3 separate regions of the Mus musculus genome follow, and regions 1 and 2 are each linked to region 3. A link is a contact called in public Hi-C and HiChIP or PLAC-seq data. All regions are on one chromosome and are shown on one strand. Each heading gives the region's core, a stretch centred on a gene start, on an enhancer-like site or on the middle of the called end of the contact. The rest is flanking DNA. Distances are from core to core; before and after follow the strand shown.

Evidence for each region. Hi-C and Micro-C count contacts between places; a contact is called where the count stands out from the background. HiChIP or PLAC-seq counts read pairs in DNA pulled down with a chosen protein or histone mark.
Region 1: a contact with region 3 is called in an HNF4G HiChIP or PLAC-seq map of pancreatic cancer cells. The contact joins two enhancer-like sites. A contact is called at or near these places in 2 of 115 datasets of contacts at active chromatin or transcription factors (extraembryonic endoderm stem cells and pancreatic cancer cells) and 1 of 9 other capture datasets (liver).
Region 2: a Hi-C map of liver shows a contact between it and region 3, with 2.0 times the contacts expected there. The contact joins two enhancer-like sites. A contact is called at or near these places in 1 of 484 Hi-C or Micro-C datasets (liver), 1 of 115 datasets of contacts at active chromatin or transcription factors (pancreatic cancer cells) and 1 of 9 other capture datasets (pancreatic islet).

The regions. Positions count from the first base shown.
Region 1 is chr4:118,227,402-118,231,159 of GRCm38.p6, forward strand. It overlaps Ptprf (protein tyrosine phosphatase, receptor type, F), which reads right to left. Exons shown (of 33, transcript NM_011213.2): 13 at 3,294-3,487. Among named protein-coding and RNA genes, the nearest start is that of Mir7226, 19 kb to the left of the region's middle. Within about 2 kb of position 2,195, at least 43 of the 459 cell types and tissues checked have an H3K27ac peak or open chromatin away from gene starts, as enhancers often do. A contact at or near this core is called in liver and pancreatic cancer cells, where this site is marked.
Region 2 is chr4:117,858,415-117,861,780 of GRCm38.p6, forward strand. All of the region lies in intron 5 of Slc6a9 (solute carrier family 6 (neurotransmitter transporter, glycine), member 9), which reads left to right. Among named protein-coding and RNA genes, the nearest start is that of Ccdc24, 12 kb to the right of the region's middle. Within about 2 kb of position 1,482, at least 14 of the 459 cell types and tissues checked have an H3K27ac peak or open chromatin away from gene starts, as enhancers often do. A contact at or near this core is called in liver, where this site is marked.
Region 3 is chr4:117,995,751-117,999,112 of GRCm38.p6, forward strand. All of the region lies in intron 5 of St3gal3 (ST3 beta-galactoside alpha-2,3-sialyltransferase 3), which reads right to left. Among named protein-coding and RNA genes, the nearest start is that of 9530034E10Rik, 22 kb to the left of the region's middle. Within about 2 kb of position 2,026, at least 139 of the 459 cell types and tissues checked have an H3K27ac peak or open chromatin away from gene starts, as enhancers often do. A contact at or near this core is called in liver and pancreatic cancer cells, where this site is marked.

The DNA of each region.
Region 1 (3,758 bases), core at 945-3,444, 230 kb after region 3:
ACCCTCTGCAGGGCCAAGCTGGAGGGTCTCCCAGGGCTCGGGCTCCAGCAGTGCCTGTGTTGGACCTGGCTCCCAGTGCTTCTCCCAGCCTGGGCCTGAGCAGGTGATTTTTCACTCTAGGGATCAATAAGGCCTAACGATCGGGATTGGATTTAACTCCATCCCCGTCTGGCCAGAGCAGGGGCCAGGTCCTGGTCGATTGTGAACATTGGCCTCAAATTGCTGCTCGACAGGCGAGGAGTACGGATTAGAGGAAACGCCAATCACTGCTCAGCCTGGTGCTCATGTCTACACGCCAATTTTCTCTGGATGTGGCTGGTGCCCTGTGGATCTCGGCAACACAGGCTGGGAGAGGGGGAGTGTCCCATGAGCCCAGTCTGACCCAGTCTTGCCCGTGCTTGCACACCTGTTACTTACATAGTCCTCGGACTCCTCTGGTCTCCACTGACAGCGGGAGAAGGAGAAAAAGGGAGACAGGATGGTGAAGGATTTGGCCTGGAGAGGACCTGGCCCATGGAGAACTGATAGATAGCTCTGAAGTACCCACTGAGGTGATAGCCCAGGACCAGTGCCCACTCAAAGACACAAGTTCCTGCATCATTGAGCACCAATTGTGTGCACCAGGCCTGTCGAGGGCAGGGAGACATGGTGGACTGTCAGATGTAGAGATAGACTTGACAGCTTAGGCAGAGGGAAGATATGTGCTTAGAGTCCCAATGTCCTGCTATGGTTGTTCAGCTTGCTCCCCCTATCTATCTATCTATCTATCTATCTATCTATCTATCTATCTATCTACCTCCCTCTCTTCCTCTGTCTATCTATATTATCTTTCTACCTACCTACCTCTCTCTCTCTCTCTCTCTTTCTACCTACCTATCCATCCATCCACTTATCCATCCATCCATGCATCCTGCTTTCAGCTGAGACACTAAATTAGAGTCACCTGAGCTGAGTGTCCTAGAACACAAGTGCTGGACTTACCGCTGGAGTGGGCCAAGAGTCAGGCTTGCCAGAGAGATAATAAAGGGTAAGTAGCCAGCTCAGAGCCTGGGCATTACCCCAAAGCCACAAGGAGACCCCACACCCCTGATTTCGATTCTACAGGTGCCTGGAGTCAAAATAGGAAAACTAGTTTCTTGGCTGGCAGTGGTAAATTCTAATGCCAGCGTGCACTGGTATGCTGGGTGAACAGGTATATGGAGTGAGGACTCTAATGTGAAGCCTTGTGGTCTTGAAACTAGGAGTTGGCTAGTGAGGGACAGGCCCTGTTTGGAGTCCTCTAGCCAGATCACCCTCATATAAGCTGGTCTGGCCTGTCCACTAGCCTGGTGCTGGAGTGGCCTGAGCTCCTGCTATTTGAGACAGTTCTGTCACAGTCTTTGCGACAGAATATAGAGAGGCTATAGAGTCCTGGAATTATCAGAGCGGGCTGGAACCAGGTCTAGTTAGGATTCCTTACTTGAGGGGAGCCCTGGTGTGAAGCTATCGCAGGTAGCCCCTCCTATGTCAGGTAGTGAGAGGAAAAAGACAGAGGGGTAGGTGGGAAAGGAAGAGGCTGTAAGAGGAGTAGGGAGAGGAGAGAAGGAAAAGGGGATGGAGAGTAGCTAGACTAAACTCCTACAGTGAGAGAAAAGACAAAAGGAAGGGACAAAAAGGGGGCGGAGGGTGGCGAGTCTCATCTAGAGGGAGCACAGGGGAGGCAGGCTGGGCTATGCACATCTGGTGGGGATACACACCACATGCTTCTTTCTGATCTTACTGGGGCCCAGGGCTGCACAGATGGTTCTATTGGGTGGATAAGGGCAGGCTGGGGTGTCCTTGAAAAGAGTCACACAGGGGATACCTAGGCCCTGGGGCCAGGCTGGATAAGTGCACCATCTGGTCTCCCACTGGCCCAAAGCAGAATGACAAAGTCCCAGGGGGTGGAAGGCTACAAGGGCAGGCCTTGTCTTCCGTGGCCTCCCTGGAGCCTGCTTGGGCATATTCCTTGTAAAGAACACAAATATGGGGACAATGTCCCTGGTCTTATTACCCAACCCCCTTCAAACTCTTGGGGACCAGCACACAAAAGTACTCGAAGTGACTTTCCTGAAACCACAGAGGCTGCAGCTGTGGCGCCAGACTCCTAGGATGGGAGGGGCTGGATGGAGTCATTCTCTGGATGTTTCTGAGCGGGTGTGTCTGCTGAGACTTTGTGAGGAGCCCTCAACCTGCCCCAGGAATGCAGGCTGATGAACACACCCACCTCCCCCACCCTTGGGTCCTTCAGCATAGACAGGTTGGGAGAAGAAAGAGGGTACCCTCTGGGTAGAAAAGAATTTTGGCTCAGAGGGTGGAGCTTAGCCAAAGGTATGAAAGCAGTTTGTCTGTGTGGGGGTTCATCCCTCAGCACAGCCTGCAGAATATGGGGTTCCCACTTGGTTGGGGAGGGAATCTAGGATCTTTCTGTTGGGACTTGAAGCTGGCCCAAGAATCATCAGGACCTGGTTCTAGACAGGGAGACCAAGGACAGACAACACAGTTTTTCCTATACTTGATTAGTCCTTTCCCAGGGTAGAGACTTGGTTCCTCTCCAATCCCTGCCACCTACATGCTGGCTCATTCTGGCCACACATATAATCTCACAGTATTCGGTGCTCCTTGATGGACTAGCAAGGTGGGGGTCAGAATACTGACCTCACTGTAAGCCTGTGGGCAGATGCCCCAGGAAGACAGAAGCTTCCAACAGAAAAGGGCTGGCAGGTCCAGCCCTGGAGAGAAACACTCAGGTCAAGAGCAGAGTGACACTCAGGTCATTATTTGCAGAGCTTTGCCTCAGTCACTGGCTTGAGGCCATGGAGGATGGAGAAAAGTCTTGTCTGCCCCTGGCTGTGCAGTCCAGGTGATGCTAAGAACAGTATTGCCTGGGACAGCAGTTCAGCTCAAAGCCACAGCAAATGTGCTTTCTGCAAACCACAAGGATGAAGCCAGTGTGCTGTGCAAGGAGCCTGGGGGTCTTTGGGAGCAGCCCCGTGAGCACTGGCAACTAAGACTGCTACCTGGGTGGAGGGGGTAGCAGGACCTAGGTTAGCACAGCTTAACAATCCTAACAGAAGAACAAAGTCTCTGGAACATGAGCCTCACCTCCCGATCTCAATAACTCCTGCCCAGACAGTCCAAGGCAGCTCCAATGACCATAAAAGGCATAACCACCTCTGAGGGCAGGCATTGGAGGGACAAATCTGGGCTCTAGGGGGTCACTGTGACACACTGGTCACTGTTTACCCTGCCACCTAGCACCGTCAATGACATACCTGAGCCTCAGCCAGCATGACATCCTGGATGATGGGTTGGCCTCGGGGCTCACCATTCTCCAACCGCACATAGGTGACCTGGTAGCCACGAATCTGTCCGTGCTGCTTGTTGGGGACGGGCAGCTTCCAGGAGACATGCACAGCAGTGGAGTTCAGAGGCTCAACCTCTACCTTCCGTGGTGGCCCGCTAGGCACTAGGGGCCAGGCAGAGAAGAGAGTCAGATATGGAGCAACAGCGCCTGGCTTAGGCACGTACAGCTAACTTTAGGGCCGTGACTCTGCACCTGCCCCCTTGGGAAAGGTTCCAATGTTGTTTCTTTGGCTGGCTGATTTGCCTGCCGAGGGCCATCCCTATGGGTCCCTCTAGCAGGGCTACTTATTCATGGGAAACATAGATGTGGGGAACAGCTGGAAGTGAGGTACCACACCTTCAACTACCTAGGCTCACACCATCTGTAACAAATT
Region 2 (3,366 bases), core at 232-2,731, 140 kb before region 3:
ACTGACGCCAAGGTTGGGAACAAATGGGACACTGAGAAAAGAGACAAGGATGGCACCATCATATGGTGCCAGCTTCTACGGCAGCCAAAAGGCTTGACCATTTCCCTGCTGTGTGATGGAGGCCAAAGGTGAGGTGTGCATGGCTCTGGGCGCACAGAAGTTGTAGCAGGTCCTCTAAATCCAGTGCTGAAAGTGCAAATCCCACACAGCTGTGGGGAGGGGCCACTCCCAGAGAGGAGATGAGGAAGAAAGGGAGAGAGAAATCTCACCCAATCAGATGAACTGTCCACCAGGGGTGTGATGCGCACAGGATGGCCCAGACGGAAAGGCAGAATATGAACTTCCCTGGAGCTCCCCAAAGCACAAACCCTGCATGCCAACCTTAGCCCAGGCAGATGCTCCAGTGTTGCCTGCCTCAGGGGCAAAGCTCCTGAGACTGGAGCCAGTGGAATCAGTGGGGAATAGCTCTCAGAGAATCTGCCTAGCGGGGCATACTGAGGGGACAGCTGGGCCCTGCTCCGCACCTGGGGCTGTGCCAGGCCTACCTACCTAGCTCAGTTCCTACCCCCCAGTGGCTCCCTGCTGCCACCTCCTGGAGAGCCTGGAAAGATATTTTCTCCCTGCTCTACTGGTGATTGACCACTGCCCCATGCCCAGATCCATGCATGCCAGGCAAATGCCTCATCCCTGAGCTCTGTCCCTAGCCGCCTTCTTACATTTTCATTTTGAGGTTGGTCTTGAACTTGTGCTCCTCCTGCCCAAGCTCTAGAGAAGCTGAGGTTGTTGGCCTGCATCAACAGGTGTGGCTGAGAAATGGTCCTTAAGGGAGCAGTGTGGTTGGAAGGAGCCCAAAGCCCTGTGTTGGATTCTCTCGAGCACCAGAGGAGAAGAATAGAGCTGCCCAGGCTTCTCTGATTGGAGGAGGGAGGAGGAACTGGTACTCCTACTCACTAGGTGGCAGTGCATTATCTCAGCAAGCCTTGTTAGCTCTGTTTTCAGATGTATAGACTGACATCCAAGGTTAAGAAACTAAACAGTTTTGGACATGGCTGGGCTGTGTGTACCAGGCCCCGCCCTGGCTCTGCCTGGTTGTGTGCTCCCAGGCCAGTGGTGCTCTGCCAGTGTTCCTAATCCGAGGTGTTCCTTTGAAAAGTGGCATGATGTAGTTATCAGTTTATGAATGAAGACAGCAGGCTACCAGAAAGACGAGGACGACTGGGGTGTAGCTCTGTGGTAAAGCTTGCCTAGTGTTTGAGGTCCTAGCTTTGATCTCTAGTACCTAAACAAAAATAGACAGACAGACAAACAGAGGCCTTTAAATCAAGAGACTCTGGAAGGCCAGGTTTCCAGCCACTCCTCCCTGCTTACCCTTGTTGCCCTCTCCCCAGACTTGTTTTACACTCTTCTGTGCTGGTTTGAGTGTTGCTTCCAAGTTCTAAGCTCATGACCAGCCACTCGGCTCCACAGCCTCTGTGGCAGCCAGCACCCGACACCGTGGACTCTGATCCCAGCCCCACCCCACCCCCACCCTGGTGTCTCATTCCAGCTTCATTGTCACACTGACATCTCAAGTCCTGGGTCTCCCACTGGCCCACTGTGTATTCATGGGAGGCTACCAAATCTCCCTAAGTCTTGGGTGTTCACCCCTCAAATCTGGATGGCTATAATTCTTCCCTCGTTGCTGCAGAGGTGACACATGCTAACGTGGTATAAAAACCAGAGCTCAGCGGCAAGGGCTCAAGGGGCTGGATCTGTGAACAATCAGAAGAGGCAGTCTCTCTCTTTAAGCCAGTTACTGTCCACTCAAGAAAACAAGATCTCTCTATATATATGGAGTTTAGGATCTTTTGCTTGTTTTATTTTGTTTTTGACATAGGGTCTTATATAGCCCTGGCTGGTCTGAACTCCCTATGTAGAACCAGGCTAGCTTTGAACTCACAGAGAGCCTCTTGCCTCTCTGCCTCCTAAATGCTGAGATTAAAGGTCCATGTGTCACTTCTGCCCCCTGCTCCCCTTTGAGGCAGGATCTTACTCATATCTGGAGAAATGTCAAGCAGGAAAAGAGGTGATTGTGGTGGCCCGCCTGTAGTCTCAGCTACTGGGAGGCTGAGGCAGGAGAGTATAGAGTTAAAGCCCAGCTGTGCTCCCTAGTAGACCTAGCCTCAGTAAAGAAAAGGGGTGGGAGAGGCAGAATAATCTTAAGAGGGCGTGCATCAGGAGCCAGCTTACAAATAAGTCACGTTCCAAGCGCTCTGAGGTTAATTGTTTGGCTCAAAAGCACATGGTCCAAAGAAAAACAAGAACTAAATGTGGTACAACCTAAAATAAAGCTAGAATTCATTCGATGGTTCCCAGGCTAACCATCTGAGCTCTGCAGCCCAGTACAGTAACGCTGTACTCATGCACTAAAAATAACACCGCGGGCTGCCATTTTAGCATGTGCTATTCGGGAAAGTTTGTTCTTTCAATCCTTTAAGTGACAAGGGTTTTCTTGACTTGAATGTTGGCACTTGGGAAACGTGAATCAATAGAAGCAGAGGGAGCCTGTGGTTATTCTGAAGGTCCCACTTCACCAGCACTGGTGTCTGACATAGGAGCACCCAGGCAGGCCTGGCCTAGGCTGCCGCCACCCCTAGGCCGTTGCCTTCAGCTATGAATGGCCTTGTCTGTCTATCTCAGTGGGCCAATAGAGTTGTTTTCTGTGTGTGCCCCGAAGAGGGAAAAGGCAGGAAAGCAAGGCCAAAGTGACCCTATGAATCCTGGACCTCTCCCTTCTGACTGCTGATTCCTGTGTGACTGAGCAAGGAGAGGGTCTTGTCAGCCTCAGACACTGACAGTTGAGAGAATTGGGCAGAGGGGGGAGAAGTTGGACAGCACCCTCTACAGGCCATGCTGTTAAGGGTGGGCTGGGACGAAGGTCGAAAGCCAAAAGGAGGCTGTTTAAGTACACTTGGGTGTCAGGCAGGCAAACACCAAGTTCCAGCTCTGACAACATTGTCCATGAAGATCCAAAGTCATATCTCATCCCAGGTCATTAAACATGTCTGCATGAGATCTGAGAGCTGATCTAGCATAGCTAAGGATGCTGAGCAGGGGGAAACAGCCTCCAAATGGGACCAATACTGACAGGAAAGAAAGGAGCCAGTTTTACCTAGTTCTCTCCTGTGTCTCGGGCTGGTGTTGTGATGAAGAAACTGGGGCTGGAGAGTGTCTTCCTTACCTCCTCTTCACCGCTAGCTAGCCTCGAGCATTCATGGGCCTCTCTCCTTTTTGCCGCCCAACCCATTTGCCAGTGTCCACTCCCTCAAGATCGAATACTGTCCGTCAGTGGCAGGCACCGGGGATGTATAGCCAGGAACAAAGTGA
Region 3 (3,362 bases), core at 776-3,275:
AGCATGGCCAGATCACCTCTGCTCAGCTACCAAGCTCCCCATTCCTCCAAACACAAGGTGACCCCCAGAAAAGGTCTGAGATATAGCCAGTAATTAACCCAGTCATGCACGCCCCATGGGGGGGCATCTCTGAGTGTTCTCCAGCTGAAGGGAACAGGGGATCCACAACTGTAAGCCATTGTCTCCAGGTGACTCTGACTATCCAGCCTCCAAGCCCTGCCTCTAAGGGGGCTTATGGCTGGACAAAATGACCGCGCTCACAGAGGCTGGCTCTGGGATTCTGTGGCCGAGACTGGTTGACCTTTCCTTCTGTGTTGAGCTCCTGTGTGAGGACTGGGCCAGGGATGAGACAACCAGGCTTACCCTCTCTCCCCGACAGTGCCTTCTGTGCAGAAGCTCTGCTTGGGCACCTGCTGACCCTAAAGCCCAGGTTCTCCCCTAACAACTTGAGGCTGCAGTAGACAGAGCTGGCGGGAGCCTGACCTTCCTGACAGCCTTCCCTCCCCCCTCCCGCCAGCATTCTGGGTTCTGTTCTGCTGCCTTTTACATTTGTCTTCATTTCCCCTGAATAAGACTGGCAGTCTTAAGACGCCTTTAATCCTAGCACTCGGGAGGCAGAGGCAGGCAGATTTCTAAGTTCAAGGCCAGCCTGGTCTACAGAGTGAATTCCAGGACAGCCAGGGCTATACAGAGAAACCCTGTCTCAAAAAACCAAAAAAAAAAAAAAAAAAAAAGACGCCATAAGCAAGGTACCATGGACTCACGGTGCCCACTCCAACCAGTGGTCATTCTTATTGCCTCCTACCTCCAGAGCAGGGGAGACCTGGAGCCAAGTTCACTGGCTAGCAGGGGTACTTGTGAACGTAATGATCTCTGAGACAGGCACAAGGACATGGACAGGGGCTGGCCAGGAGCACTCCAAGGGGGAACAGATTCTGGACAAAGTCCTAATTCCGTTGGTCCTGGTGATGAGCACGGGGTGGCTGGAGTGACAGAGACTAAGGTGGCAACAGCCTTTTACTTGGCCAGAGCTTGGTGCTCAGTTACCTTGGAGGTAAGAGATCCAGAGGTCACATCAGGCTCCTCAGAGATGGCTTCTAAGCCCAGGCCCCAAGCACATGCCTTACCCCTTTGGTGGTCCTGCCCCACTGGGTGCCTGCTTCTTGGGGTGAGCTCTGCAGTTGGCCCTCGGCCCAGATGTTCTACCTGGAGGGTTGCATAGCAGAGTGACTGACGGTGGCGGTGTCTGTCTTTCAGCTATGTCAACTCATTGGTTTGGCTATGGGGAACCTGATCTGAGCCCTCAGAACCAGGGTGGGGAGGGAAAAGGGGATGAGGTCTGGCTCAACACAAGGCGCTGAGATGCCACGAGCTGACTGCAGGCTTAACTCTGTGCTTTCACGATGCTGTCAGGGGTCAGGCACCTGCCTTCCCTACCAGAGGCTGTCCTCTTGCTACTTCTATTTATTTTATTTTAAGCTGGCCTAGAATTCATTATATAGCCTAGGCTGGTTCTGAACTTTCAAAATCCTCTTGCTTCAGTCTCCCCAAGTGAGAATTACAGATGTAAACCATGAAGCCCAGCTCCCTTGCAGAAATGGGGATCTCTGTATTATCAGGCAGAGCCTAGCAGAGTTTTTCCAGGACAGGCAGGCATGAGCTACAGTCCCGCCTCCCCTGGGGAGAACTGGGGTCTAGGCCAGGTTTCTCTCTTCTATCTCTGGCCATTTGTGGAGGACAGTCACACAGTGACAGCCTTCTCTGGGAGCAGATGAACAGGGAAAGTGGGCAACTTCCTGAGTGCGGTCAGCCATCCTGTTTTCTACCCTAGGGACTTGAGTAATGGAAGGGACAGAGACAAGAGCTCCCCCTCTGAGAGGAGCCAGGAGCACAGCAAGGTTTGCAAGCCGGCAATCGCAATCACGCTCTTGCTTTCAACAGCTTTCTCTCCTCACGCGCAGCAGAGCTCCCCACGTGGGGATCTTGTACCTGAACCAAAACAAGCAAAGCTGCTAATCTGACGAGATCAGTCTTCAAATACCACAGGAATGTAGCCCGCCTGCTCGCACCAGGGGTTGGGCCAGCTGCTAAGCGCCCCGGGGCTCCTGCTAATTGGCGGCTGGGAGCCTGGAGCTGGGTCTGCTGAGGAAGAAGCTGCCCTCAGCAGTGTCTCGTCTTCCTACCACACTTCAGTTACAGGCTGACCTCTTCTTGCTCTCATTTAAAGGCCTTAGAGGCCGCTGGCCTTTCCAGGGTATACAAGCTGGGATAAGTGTCTCCCTGCACTACTCAGCAGGCACACAGGTCCCACCCTCATCCTGAGCCTGTGCTCTTCCCAGCATGGTCCAATGCTTCTCAAGGTCTGCGAAGGACCGAATGGCTCTGTTTTCTACACTTCAGTTCTGCCCCAGCATGATAACTGTGCAAAATACAGCAAAGAACCGCAGGGAAACTAAACACCCGTGGAAAACCTAAGCCCCATCTCAATTAGACTCATCAGCATGAACTCACTGTGATTGCTGTTAGTCTGTCTGTGGAAATCTGTGCCGAGGACCGGGTTGTATCATTTTTCATCCCAGTATACACCACAGATTCTAAGATGACTGATACCCAATCTGGGGCATTCTGCTGAGGCTGCTGCCTGCCTCACCTGCCCCACCCTCAGGTGGAAGTTCCCCAGGCCCTGACCTGGGCAGCTGTGACGAGCATAGTAAAAATGCCTTTTAGAGATATAAAAATAACTTAGTCAGGATCCCATTACACCCAAGGCTGCACCTGATAACCAGAACTCAGTGACGTCACTCACTCAAGATAACCAGACCCAGAACCCCATGATGTCCCACCAGGCAAGTATATAAGTCGAGATCAAGAGCAATGATGCTCTGAACATCTGGAGAGACATCACCTTGATCTGCCCTATGACGGGGCGTCTCCACCAGAATCAGAGACTTCTGTAAAGACTGGACCTGACCATCAGCTAAGGTGAGCAGCCTTGGAGAGATAGGCTTCGGGACCATAGGCAGGAATCTGGAGTGTGATCCTTATGCAGTGACCCTCAGCAGGGTAAAATCCTCTGTCTGCTATACCAACTGCAAGCTTCTGCCTTCTTGCTTTCCACAGCAGCTGCACTCTGCTTTGGGAGCAGTGACACAATTGAAGCCTAGCGCACAAACTCACAACCAGAGATAGCACACAGTGATTTAATAATAAGTCCCATACTAAACTGTATGGCTCTCCAGGCCTCTAAGAAAGAAGGCCTTTCCCAAAACAAAGAAAGAAAGAAACAAACAACAGCGCACAAGTCCAGCCATCTACTAAAGTCCCCCTGTGAAAGCTAGGAGACTGACTGGGCATGTAGCTTT